2 separate regions of the Bos taurus genome follow, and region 2 is linked to region 1. The links are chromatin contacts, called in public Hi-C maps. All regions are on one chromosome and are shown on one strand. Each heading gives the region's core, a stretch centred on a gene start, on an enhancer-like site or on the middle of the called end of the contact. The rest is flanking DNA. Distances are from core to core; before and after follow the strand shown.

The links. A called contact is a pair of places that touch in the nucleus more often than the background predicts.
Region 2: a Hi-C map of liver shows a contact between it and region 1, with 4 times the contacts expected there. The contact joins two enhancer-like sites. A contact is called at or near these places in 4 of 11 Hi-C or Micro-C datasets (liver, skeletal muscle and skin fibroblasts).

The regions. Positions count from the first base shown.
Region 1 is chr29:24,821,143-24,827,915 of ARS-UCD2.0, forward strand. It overlaps NAV2 (neuron navigator 2), which reads right to left. Exons shown (of 37, transcript XM_059883049.1): 29 at 4,917-5,012; 30 at 3,045-3,213. Among named protein-coding and RNA genes, the nearest start is that of DBX1, 67 kb to the left of the region's middle. Within about 2 kb of position 2,684, at least 5 of the 102 cell types and tissues checked have an H3K27ac peak or open chromatin away from gene starts, as enhancers often do. A contact at or near this core is called in liver, where this site is marked.
Region 2 is chr29:24,949,884-24,956,656 of ARS-UCD2.0, forward strand. All of the region lies in intron 11 of NAV2 (neuron navigator 2), which reads right to left. Among named protein-coding and RNA genes, the nearest start is that of MIR449D, 10 kb to the right of the region's middle. Within about 2 kb of position 4,083, at least 5 of the 102 cell types and tissues checked have an H3K27ac peak or open chromatin away from gene starts, as enhancers often do. A contact at or near this core is called in liver, where this site is marked.

The DNA.
Region 1 (6,773 bases), core at 1,434-3,933:
GTTCTATATTTTCCAAGTCTTCCTGTAAATGTGTTATCATAATTTCATAATTAAATTTTTTTTAAAAAAAGTACCTCAAGAAACCATTATATATAGGAAAAAATAAATTGAAAGGAACTTATTTTGTTTTATAATAGCATTTTTCCATCTACATAATTAATTCATTACAAACAGATCCCCATAATGCAAGTATATGCTTGTTTCCAATCCTCCTCAACCAATGCAGTGACTATTCCAGTGGCTTCCCTGGTGGCTCAGTGGTAAAGAGTCCACCTGCAATGCAGGAGACACAAGAGATGTGGGTTTGATCCCTGGGCTGGGAAGATCCCCTGGAGAAGGAAAATGGCAACCCACTCCAGTATTCTTTTTTTACTCCAGTATTCTTGCCCAGGGAAATCCCATGGATAGAGGAGCCTGGTGGGCTACAGTCCATGGGGTTTTAAAAAGAGTTGGACACAACTTAGAGACAAAACAAAAAACAAATCACCCTGATGAAGGATCCCCAATTACATCTGGGTACAGGTCTAAAACCTTCCTAAAACTGGTCTCAATAGCGCCTACACTGGCTCAAAGCTTGATGCAAAGTATGGGGGAAGGGGTGGGGTCTCCTGTCTAAACTTAACAACAACACAGGGCAGGGATTAAAACACACTGAAACCCCTCTCTCTGCTCTTCAGTGCTGTTTCAGCCTCTTGCCATAAACTCCAAGGGAAGGAGTACTTTGCAGACGAACTCACTTCAGAGCACATAAAGCCACAGCCCCTGCCCCAGTACCACTGAGGTGAATCATCTGCAGCTCATGGATCTCTTTCAGCTCAAATCCTTTGGTGGTTTTTAGTGCCTTGAAGGCCTAAGTGTCAGGCACTACAGGGAAACACAGAAGACTCAGGTATCACTTAAAAACAAGCCCGAGCTCACCCCTGGAGATGCTGAAACAACCTCATGTGCTGAGAGCAGCACCACCTGCAACTCCACGGTGGGGTGGCCTGGATGGGAGGCAGATAATCCTGCCACTGTTTGGTCTGATCTAAGTAATGGGTCACTCCTTTTACCTGTCAGCATTTCCAGTGTTCACCTGCTCGCCAGCGTGGATGAAAGGCAATTTAAGGTCATGGCGTATCAGGCTTTCCTTAAAGGGTTCTCGGGGTGGACAGCTGTTGTTAGGGTGTGCTTGGCAGCCCTCCCTTCTCTCCTTGCAGTGGGGCTCTTGTAGGGAGTTCATTCCAGCTGTCCAAGCAGAGCTGACCAGCACCTGCATCTACCAAAGCTGGGTGTGTGGCCAGGCTGAGCCAAAGCCTCTCCCTGGTCCCTGTGACTGGTTTGGTAATGTGATGAGTATTTGATTCACAGTGGGCCAGAATCCCGGGTAGTGCTAGTGGTAAGGAATCTGCCTGCCAATGCAGGAGATGTTAAGAGAAGCAGTTTCAATTACTGGGTTGGGAAGATCCCCCGGAGGAGGGCATGACTACCCACTACAGTGTTCTTGCCTGGAGAATGCCACGGACAGAGGAGCCTGGTGGGTTACAGTTCATGGGATTGCAAAGAGTTAGACATGACTAAGCGACTTAGCTTGCACACACAGGCCAGAATCACCCCTAAGAATTTCCTGTTACACTTGTCCTCTTTTAAAAGCTTCCTAAGTTTAGAAGGATGAGTCAGGGCCATTGATCAGCCAGGTGCAGAAAATTCAATAAATAAGCAAAGCTGAGGTAGGCCTGGTCCTGACGGCATTGCTGGAGCTCCTGGTTCCACCTGTGCTTGAAGTCCATGCTTGGATTTTCCAAGTACCTGAGCCTGTGTGTTTCCTTTTGGCTAAAGCTAGTTTTTGAGTAGGTTTCTGTCACCTGCAGCCCAAGGCCACAATTGTGGAATGAATGCTAACAAATAAGGCTGTGTATGTGGCTCAAACAGGAACCTGCTGCTTGTCATCAGAGAAGCAAGACCTTCCTTCCTACTGATGAAGAATGCTGGGTGCTTTCGGAAAACCTCCCAACCAGGAGACAAAGTTTGCATCAAACAGCCCCCAAACTACAGTCAAAATCAGTGCCTTCTGGGGAAGATATAAGATGCTGTGAAGGTTGAGCTTAGAACAGTGTTTAGCAATCTCTTCTTTAGGTGGTTCATAAAATATAGGAAAAAGGGGTTTTGCAGTCATATGCATTTGTATAAGATTGGATCATTCAGCCTTTTTAACAGTTAAGAATCAGGACATTAAAGTGGTAAGTGTTAGTCAGTCATGTCCAACTCCTTGTAGCCCCATGGACTGTAGCCTATCAGGCTCTTCTGTCCATGGAATTTTCCAGGCAAGAATACTGGAGTGGATAGCCATTTCCTTCTCCAGGGGATCTTCCCAACCCACGGATAGAACCTGGGTCTCCTCCACTGCAGGCGGATTCTTTACTGTCTCAGCCACCAGGGAAGCCCCAGGACATTAAAGGACAGAGGTTTTAGAGAACCCATATGCCTGTTCACCACCCCCAAACTCAGATGGGAATAATGATTATTTGGCCATGAAATTTTTCCCCCCACATACTCTGTGAGTCTAAAGTTCCAGAGAATACAGTTTGGCCTGAGGTGTAGCCTCTCTGGGTGATGAGGCAATCAGAGGGTTGAGTAGCATCTTGCGTGGGCAGGAGCGTCAGCGCTTCTTGGGGTTTTCTGAGTGACTCCTCCCTGGCCACAGTGCCCTGTGGCCTCTCCCATCTGTAGAGCAGGACCGTGTCCAAGGCTTGCCAGCAAGAGTAACTCACAGGTATCAGCAGAGCCCCATTTCAACATTAAGATTCCATTATGTCAGAGTCATAAGGCTAATGGGACCTCTTGTTATGTAATTTCAGCAATAAACTAAAATTGTTTGTTTCCAATGGTGGTTGAAAATGCTGAAGACTGTTGCTTAGGTAAGTGTAACTGTGGTGGCAGAGGGGAAAAAAAATAAAACCCACATTCACACACACAAATGAAATCCTGGCCACTGGTTCCTGTGCCAAGTCACAGAACAAACAATGCAATTCTGGAATCTCCCCTCCTGCACGTGGCCGGATTACCTTTGACCGCCACGGAGATGGTCGTGTTCTCCCCCACCAGGTAGCCGCAAGGAAGCAGTTCGGGGGTCTCGGAGGTGTTGCTGCGCTTGACGTCCCCGATGCTGTAGCCAAGGACGCTGTCAGAGTTCAGCCCCAGCTGACTCACTGGGTCAATGTGAATGATGTACTCCTGGAAAAAATCAAATAAAGACCCCGTTAAAGATGTGGGGAAAAAATCTGTGGAAGACTCACGGTTTCATTGGGTGATTTATGATCATTTTCTCCTCTTCCCCAGCTGATGCCTGAGTTGAAACTGACCTATGGAATGGGGGGCAGAAGAGCTGAGTTTCAATGGAGGGGGCGGTGTCCTCATATCACAGGCCCCCTAAAGCACAGATTTATGTGGTTAGTGATGGGAGGGTGGCAAACTCTCACAAGATGGTGAACGTGTAGTCTGGATAAACCAAGCAGAGAAGCTATGGTGCCTTTCCTCTAAGTTCAGCTGAAGTTTTAAAGACACTGGGGCCTGTGAATGGGGCTGGAAAATGCATGAAGAAGTGCATGAAATGCATGAAAATTCTGATAAGAAATCTCTCCACCAGTCCCTTCTTTTGGCTCAGGTCAAGGGCCATACTAAATGACAAAGGGAACAAAACTCCGGGCTGCTAAAAAAAAAAGCAGCTCTAGAGTTTTACATAAACAAACATGTGTTTAATTTGGAAAGTGTTCCAAATTAGATGAGTGATTGAGAGGTTTTAGGTCAGTGACCTTGGAACAAAGTCCACAGGCTCTGTGGTAGCCAAACAACTGAGATGGAATCCTGATAACAAGCTGCTGCCTTTAATGGTCTCACTTCTCACCTGTGACACCTCCCTGGCTCTTTTCAGCCTGATCTGTGGTCATTTTAATCCGAGGATGTCCCAACTGCCCATGAACAGAGACAAGGTTCTGGCCGGGGCAGCAGGCTTGGTCTGCCCTAAGCCATTTCCACCCTTTTACCCCGTCCCACTTCTGCAGACTGGTCTGCCAAAATGGGAAGCAAGCTTGAGTCCAAGGACACAACTTTCTCTGTGTGAAGCCACCTCAGTCTAGATGCTGGGAAACTAGAGCGTACTAGGTTAAAAGTCAGATTTCGAAATCAGACCAACAACCAGACCAATATGGTCTCTGACACAGAAAAAATGTGGGCTATTATTAATACTTGGGGATGTGATGAATGAACACTCTGGTCACTGACCTACTTTAGGGCAATAGCCCAAAAAATGTACTAAAAGCTGCTTTCAGATCACCAATACATCAAGGTTCACCTAGATGCTCATTAGTTATTTCTCCTTTGGCGAACACCCACTCCAATGATGTGATTAGAACGAACAGAAAAGTAACTGTGCCAACATCCTTGACACTAGCTCTGGGTCAGAAGTCAGTGTCACACACAGCACAAATCACAGACTCCGAAATGTTGGCACAGGACCCTGGGCAAGGTGGATCAGATCCCCTCACCAAAATGAAGGGTGGAAATGTGATGTCTTGGCCCCAGCCCCAGAACACACGGTGCAAGACGCATCCAACAGGCCGTTCTAAGGTGAAGACAGAACGTGGCCATTAGCAGTTCACTTTGAGAGGCTCGTGCAATGGTTCAGGGCTGGCGAAACGCCCCTCGCTGGCTGGCCAACCTCTGCAAAGGGCAGACGTTCTTGTCTGTTGGTCCTGTCACCAGTCTGTACTTAGCATCCTCCTTCTGTTCCCTTGACAACCAGGCATAAGTCCCAGCAACGGAAGAATGTGGGAGAGGGGACACAGCCCAAGAAATGACCAGGTTCAGGAAACAAACCACCCTTTCCTTTCCTGAGGCCCAGGCCCTCACTTGGATGGCTGTCTCCACGAAGAACTTACTTTGAAGAGCCGTCTAACCACCCCATCAAGCACGTCCCACTTCGTCTTGCCACTGACTCCAATGCAGCCGATGAGGAAGAGGTGTGGTCTGGAATCCTAAGGGTGAGATGGCCACAGGTGAAAAACAGGTGGATCCTTTCTGACTCAGGCTAGCAGAGGACTCAGATTGTCTTAGAACGCCACCGGTGGCTTGAGAGGGGCTCATAGGTCCTATTTGCTTTAACACCAGATGTGACTTGGACCTAATGCAACTGTCTTAAACACTTTCCTCCTCTATCACAACCCAGGGGTCAGGAAGAGAGGGTCTCCTTTCTAGAATCTAGAACCTTTTACTGAACGTGTACCTCATATGGATGTCGATCACGTATCCCCTGTGGGGAATACTCTCTTCTCTCCTTTCTGCCATCTCTCCCTTTCCAAATTTTGCTTATGAACTCACCTCTTCCAGGAAGCCTTCAATGATTAACACACCAGGCTCAGCAGTCACACTGCTTCAATAGTTCTGTACACAACTTATATGATGATATAGTCTGTGCTTGTTTATTTTGAGGTATTTGTCTTATTTGTCTATCAAGTTTGTCTCCTTGTTATATCTTAAATTCCTTTGGGATTTTTTTCTTTTCTTCTATTTTTTAATGATATTGATTTCTTTTCTTCTAGTTAAAATTTTAAACATGCTCAGTTCTGAAAACCAGTAAGACTCCCAGAAGTTCACACACAAAAATAATATTTTTCTACTTCATTTGCCTCGCTGCCCACAGAGCTCTGCATAGTAGGGGCTAACTGATCACACTGACTAAAGGAAACCAGTAGAACATTCTTTTCTGTTTGGTTTTAAAATACCTGACATGCTGATAAGAATATATAATTAGGAGGGTAGAGAGAAGTGGGGAGAGCTGGGGGTATATTTGCCAGCTGAGCAACATCAGCAGAGAAGAAAGCACCTGTCTTGCAGTGAGATGATCTGGCCCCACCACTTGCCTTAGGTAAGTGATGCTGGGGTCCTGGGTTTGTCAATTGTAAAGTGGAGATGACAAAATCTGGGTAGCCAACCTCATCTAGATGTTGTGGTGATCCAGAACAACACCATTTTGGAAAGGGACAAAGTTTTATAAAGTATTAGATCTGTTTGTGTTGATGATCATTAGAATAAAAGGCATTCACAGGTATCATAAATTATAAGAATGACTTCCCCCTTGGTAATCTATCGCTCTACCAGCCAAGCTCTGAAAATGGAGTTATTTATTGGATCTTTCTAAACTAGATGATGCTCAGACCCCTAGCAGCTCCCCTCTTCAGTGAGGCTAGATGGCCACCCACATGTGGAATCCTCTGGCAGAGAAGTCTGGCTAGAGACGCTGTGTTCTGATGGCCACTTTGGGCTCCCAAGATCTCAGAGCCTTTAATAGCATGTTGGCTAAAATACTCAGAAATAATAAGCAAGCAAAAACTTCAAGGGACTTACATTAGAGGCTCATGAGGCCTCTTACTTATGGGAGAGGTAGTCATTCTCAGCATCATTTGGATTTAATCAATGACTAAAAATCAACTTTGATTATCAACCCCTGCCCCCCACCCTAAAACAGTCTGATGAGGTTATGACCTCTGGACCCTGGAAGAGAACATATCACTCAGATGCCCCAGCTTCAGCAAATCAGGATGTCCTACCATCTCCACTGCCAGCACCTGTGTGCTCCTGGGCTTGGCCACCTCTGTCTCCCAGGGTCTACTTGGTCAGCAACCTCTGACGACTGGATAAAACTGGTGCTCTTGGTCAGCTGAATTTGGTCAGCTTATTTCTGTACCTTCTGTGCTAAATAAATGTGCTTAGCTGCCTTTGAAGAGTTTTGGGAACAT
Region 2 (6,773 bases), core at 2,833-5,332, 130 kb after region 1:
CACTATCCTCTCCATCTGCTGGCTTTCTAAATAAAGTTGCCATTCCTTTACCCAACAACACATCCCTCAATATATTGGGCTGCTGTGCAGTGAGTGGTACCAGTCTGGACTGAGTAACATTACCAGCTGTGTGACCTAATCAAGTAACCTAACCTCTCTGAGCTTGGTCTTCTCAATCATAAAGAGAAGATGAAAAGCAGCCCTTATCTCAAAAAACTGATGTACAGGACAAGTGAGATAACGCATGTAATGAGCTCCACTGAGCGCCCAGCCCATGAGAGAGACCCCAAAGCAGCTTAGCTGTTGTGAATTCCGGTACCACTGCTGCAGGACAGGCAAAAAGCCGCATGCTAGCAGGCGGGCTGGTTGACTTCTGTGGCCTTTTCCCATCTCAGCAGAGCCAACACCACATTTATTCTGTCCCACGTTCCTAACAACTTGAACTGACTTTACCCTTTAAACTTCATTGTCCAAGTATGTGAGATTTCTCATTTCAAAACAGATGCCTGCTCAATGACAAGTACAAAGCTCTGGGAACTGGGACACGGACTCCAACGTTGCAGCAGAGGGAAACACAGACCCCCGTCTCCAGCTTGTTATAAGATCAAGAGGTGAATATGGGCTTGATTTATAGCTGGAAGATCCTGGAGACAGATGTGGGCCTCTCCTCAGACTCTGAATCCTATTTTACTCTGGAGTCTCAAAAAAAATCATCATCCCTCCAGAGGCGCCCATGTCAGGATTAAGAGGAAAGATCAAAACCTCTACTTCTCGGGGAGATTTCTTATCAGGACCTGGGAATTCTGGAGGGGGTGTGATGATTTTCCAAGGCATGTACAGACTCGTGATTTGTGGTCATATCCCAGGTAGGATGTTTTAGCCTCGAGCCCTCACAGATGTTTCTACAAGGTGTGTTGCTCTTTGTCTCTAGACCACAGGTAAGCTGCCTCCTGACCCAGATGACTCATTCCTACTGATCACACTACACAGCCTGCTGGCAGGCTGTAATGGTTAATTTTATGGGTTAACTCGGCTAGGCTGTGATACGTAGACACTTGGGGAAATATTAGCCTAGATACTGCTGTGAAGCTGCTTTTTAGAGGGGATCAACATTTAAACTAGTACACTTTGAGTAGAGCAGATTATGCTCCAAAATATGGGTAGGCTTCATCTAATCCGTTGAAAGTCAAAAGAGAATAAAAGACAGATGTTCCCAGGGAAGAGAAAATTCCACCTCTAGGCTGTCTTTGGGCTTGAGATGCAACACCGTTTTTTCCTCTGACGAACCCTAATACACAGACAGACTCTCACCCACTTAGCATGTATCTGGCTATCGTGCTTAAGAATAAGAAATGGTATTACCTCATCTTAATTAACATTCTAAGTAGGATAAAAGAGCAGGAAAGCAAATAGAGGCGATGATTCCAAAACCCCAAAAGGAAAGACCGTTCCGTATGTGCCAAACGCTTTCAAAACACTATCTCCTTTCTTTTTCTGTACACTGAAGAAGCAGGCTATCACTGAATAAGTGGGAAACAGGCTTAGAAAAGGAACCCAATTCGCCAAGGTCACACAAGGAATATGAAGGTCAGATCTTCTGACCATGAATCTCAAGTTTCTTCCATTCGACCATGTCTCCAGAGCAGCATGGTGAGAGGATCATGAGTTCTCAACAAAATTTCAGTTTCTTATCTTGATTTCAGTTCAGGCACATATGGTCTATTTTAGGGCCAAAATACTCCCAACCTCGTCCAAATGGTTCTTTTCATCTTTACCTCAACTCAAGCTTGGTGGCCTCCAACCTTGCCATCATAAATCTGTAGAGCCACTCTGTAGCTGCTGGCCCTTGCAAAATAGCTGGAAAGGGTGCTTTCGGTGCTCTATAAGCTGAAGACAAAGATAAATGAGACTGGGTTTTCTAGATGAGAGCCATGCAAAGGCTAAACAGGAAATACAGAGGACCTTCGGGTCTACCTGTGACACAGATCTCTCCGCTCAGGGTACGCTTGCAGATCTCCCTGGTCCATTGTTCAAGAATCTGCTTGCCAAGGCGGGGGACACAGGTTCGATCCCTAGTCTGGGAAGATTCCACATTCACAGGGCCACTGGGTCCATGTGCCACAACCACTGAGCCCGCCCTCTGGAGCCTGTGAGCCGCAACTCCCGAGCCCACGTGCTGCAGCTTCGGAAGCCAGCTCACTGTAGAGCCTGAGCTCCGCAACAAGAAAAGCCACCACAATGAGAAGCCCGTGTATCACACCTAGAGAGTAGCCCCTGCTCATCGCAACTGGAGAAAGTCCACACACAGCAACGAAGATCCAGCACAGCCAAAAATAAGTAAACGATTGAACGAATTTTTTTAAAAAAGGTACCTTTGCAAAACACTGAGTAGAGACAGAGGAGCCTGCAGACTCTACTAGAGAGGGTAGTCCTGAAGAAAGCAGAAAATACTCTACTAGAACAAATAGAGGAACCAAGATCACAATGAAATGCCGGCACACGAAGGGAAAGAAGGGAAGGGCAGCCATCTGTTAAAAATCTCGTTCATGGGCTTAAAAGCAATGAAGTTAACAATCAGCCTCTTGGCTCTTCATTTTTCTTATTAGTAAAATGAAAACATCTTATAAAGTTCAGGAATATATATAGTACCTGGCACACAGAAGATGTGTGATATACATTGGCCCCTAATCCATCATCCATCTAGAGCTGCGGAGTAGGCATATGTTTTTCCTGCATGTGTAAGCATCCTTTGGTAACTGTGAGCTCACAGTCCCCGCTTTATCCTGACGAGGACCTATACTGATCAAAAGTGAGATCGCAAAAGAAGGAGTACCACATGGTCAGCCTGAGAACTGATCCTGTCGGTCAGAGACCCCAGAGCAAGGCCTGGGATGGAGGAGACCCTCGTTAAAAATGTGTTGACTTGAAATAATTAAAAATGCAGTCTCTTTGCAGCACAGATTAATGGAGACTTTCCCTTGGTTGGATACGTGGGGATGATCTGAGTAAGGCCAAAGCGGCTGCGTTGATGATGCTCACCAACGAAGAGCCCTGTGAAGGGCAGGAAGTCTGTTCCAACAGAAGGGCAGAAGGGAATGGGATATAGTGCATACTGTTACCCCGCACCAGGCTCTGAACTGGGTATTATATGTGCATCCTATCCCATTTAATCTGGGCAACACCATCACTATTATGAGAACGGTGTGGAAGGGTCTAGCAGTTCTGCGCATGTCACCTCATTCAATCGGTCACCGCAACTCCAGGCGTTAATATTCTCATCTGTAGATGAGGGAAGCCTGGTCCCCAGAGAAGAAAGTGAGAACAGAAGAGGTCCCCTCGGGGCCTGCCCTATTGTCAGACCCCCCACATCTTGCCTCCCACTGTGAACATTTACCACCATCTGTCTTGGGTTAGACTTAACTACTGAGCACAGGTCAGCCTCCCCCTTGGGCCTGGAGCAATTCTCCAGGGCAAGAATTGGAAGGCTGTGGGAGTGGGGTTTTCCTAAAGCCCAGGGAACTACATTCCAGAGGCTGCCACATACTCTGCTGAAACACTCAGCCGGCCCTGGTCCGGGGGTGGCCTGGAGGCCTGAGACAGTCTAAGGGCAGTGAGCGGTGCCAAGAGGCAAGAGGGCAAGCTGGCAAAGGATGGACAGACATCAGCTATTTCAGACAATGCCGCGCAGGCTGGAGCCCGGGAGCTGGCCTTGACTCTCTGGCGCCTCCATGCCCCCAGGTCAGGCGGAGTTTTAGGAGAGAGTCTCTCTGACCCCATGTCCCCATTCCTGGGGCCTTGGCCTTACCCAGAGCTGTGTCACCCGACCCTGGGCTCTGAGAGCTCCTGGCCTGAGCCCACCCCCGCCCGTCTTGAATCTCCAGCCAACCCACCCCCAAACAACGCACCACTCTTACAGAACTACACCCCGCACCCATTATGTCTTCATGCCTTTGTTCTTGACCTCGGTCTGCCTGGCTGCTTGCTTATCCTTCAAGGCTCAGCTCACAGGTCCTGAAGGTGCTATAGCTGCTGCTGGTGGGGGACACCACACACAGTGCTGAGTGCTCTGTCCACGCAGACTCTGGGCCAAGTTCACGGGCATGAACTCACTGAAGCCACACAAGAGCTCTGAGACGGGCCCGGGAGCGTGCTCCGGGGCACCGAGCCCAGAGCAGAGCAGCCAGGCTGGCCTTCGTGCCACGGCCCCCAGCTCCCAGCACACCCTCGTCTCCACTCACTGTCCTCTTGGAAGGCACTGCAGCTTCCCTTCTCCGGAGCTCCCCGCCCTGACACTGACCTGTCACCTGCCTGTTCCATGAGCATCCTCAGGGATGCTCTGCATCTCATTCATTTCCCTCAGCCTTCCTGTCTTCGGCACAGTCTCCAGTACACAACAAACTCCGTAAACACTTTTTAAATGGCAATTTACTGCCTTTTGCCTGGAGCCTCCCCAGAAGGCAGGCCCCAGGAAGGGTTTCCAGGTCCAGGGGAGCCCATGTGTGGGAGGATGTCGCTGAGGATGGGCGAGCAGGCGGCGGGCAGTCCCTTCAGAAGACTTTCTTCTCTCCAAAGCGCCCACTTTCATTCACTCCTCCCCTTCCTTCCCTGCAGGATTCTGCGGTCAGGGGTGGGAGTGGGAAGGGATCAAATCTCAAAGCAAGCTAGGAATTTCCCAAGCAGTCGGGGCCCAGTTTTCCTAAGAAGACAAGGCACCCCTCTCCCCCCACTTTTTCCCCCTCTCTTCCCCATAAATTACTAAGCCAACATTTGCTCTTATGAGTAACGGTCTGAGCTGCCCATGTCAAAGTTGGACCACACTTCATTTCTCCACAGGGCTGTTCTCCAGGAAATCTTTTTTGCGTTCTGTCCTCTGCCTGCTAAATCTATCGTCACTGCCGACAGTGGCGCGAGCAGGCTTGGGAAGCTGGAGAATTTCTCTACTTTCACCATGTCCTGAGCTCAACTGTTCTTTCTCCTCTGATTAAACTGCCTGCTCAGCTGCCTACAAGGGCTGAGTGATTGCCCACACTCAGTAAATCAAGCAAGTCTGCGGTGTGGGGAAGAAGACGTGCTCAAAAGCGATGCCGCCCCAGCCACTGGGGACAGACTACTCATCTTGGTAGCCAGGGCCATCAGTCCGCAGCGCTGCCCGGGTCAGATGACATCACAGCCAGGTGAGGAGAGCTGGCGTGTGCTCACCGACACTTCGGGAAATGAATCCTGCCCGCTGCACAACCCCCTGTGCTCGCTCAGGGTTTGCCTATGATTTTTAACACCAAGGAAAGTATCAGAAGGGGCCAAGCATTCCTGGTTTCTGTGAATTCATACACTGCTAAGACTTGTATAAATCACCAAGGGAAGTGAGGAAACACCAAGGGAAGCAGGGAGGAACAGAGAGGCTGAAAGACTGGGAACTGGCCCAGTTCCACCACTGGCACACTGGGCTACCCCGGGCCCAAGGCTTCACGCTGGAGCACCACTGCAATTTGTTTTTGTTTTTTGACATCACATGACTTGCAAAATCTCAGTTCCCTAACCAGGGATTGAACCTGTGCCTTCCCCACTGAAAGTAAAGAGTCCTAACCACTGGCCCGCTAGGGAGCTCCCTGGATTTTTGATGTGTGAGTGTGTATAAAAGGAATGCAGGGCATTAGGGACAAGTGGTCTGCCCAAGGCCCTACAGATCTGTCTAGACAGCAGTCTCCACCTTTCCATGGCAGTTCAGCCTCCTGAACATCACTGAGACCTGACCAGTGTCCGACGGGAGACCTGGAACTCCCAAGCCTTCCAGGAACCCCAAAACCAAGATCACTTCAGAGGGATCAACCTGGAGAAACATGAGCCCACCTTTTCAAGTCTCAGAGGTACCTGCCACATCCGCTGGACCCTATCATGACTTAGCGCCTTTCAGGACAGCCTCACCTAAAACTGTTTCTCTTGGCTCTGGCATGCATTTTGGCCAAAAGGAGTGTTTTGGCTTCCTTCCCTATCAGTTTGCCAGGAACAACAGCCTGTCAAGGTGACTTCAGGTCTGGCCTGGAAAGACCAAGAGAAACATTTAGCAGAGAAGAAAGAGCCCAGCTGTATCCTATGCTGACTTGATGAGAAATGCTTCCCTCATTTGTCCCAAGATGGTCTCTGAAGGAAGGAAGAGAGGAACAGGGCACCTTCGCTCCCGTCCCCATGGCGTATGGCCTTCGTACTTTCTTTCCCTTGCACTGTCGGTGTCCAGCTCGCTGGGATTGAGGGAGGCACAGGTTTGGAATAAATAGAGCCATGGAAAGGAAGACCATGTGGCCAGGGCGTCAAGCTCAAGGGGCTTCAACCTGAGGCGCATCTTCTTTCAGAGGCCTGTGACCGCTCTTGTTTCACTGAAGGTCCCTGTAGCCTTTAGTCAGTGGGTATCGACTGGTCACTTACTATGGAACAGGCACTGTGCTAGCCAATGCAGACAGGGGAGCCCGTAAGACAGACTGCACTTTGACCTTTAAGAGCTGGTAACAGGCATGGGCTCTGTCCGTTTCTCATAATCAGTGTACTGAAACAATCTGAAAAGGTGTTTTGTATGGATGCCTGGTTTGATTTTATACACACATTATATATGTGTAATAATTCTGGTGCAATGCTGTCAGTGCTATTACAGGTATGTCGAAGATGATCAGAGCCCAGAAGAAAGAATCACTGGCTCTGCCTGGATAGAATCGGGGAAGGCTTCCTGGAGGAGGTGACCTGGCAAGCAATGATGGGAAAGGCAACACAGGGTGCTATGCATG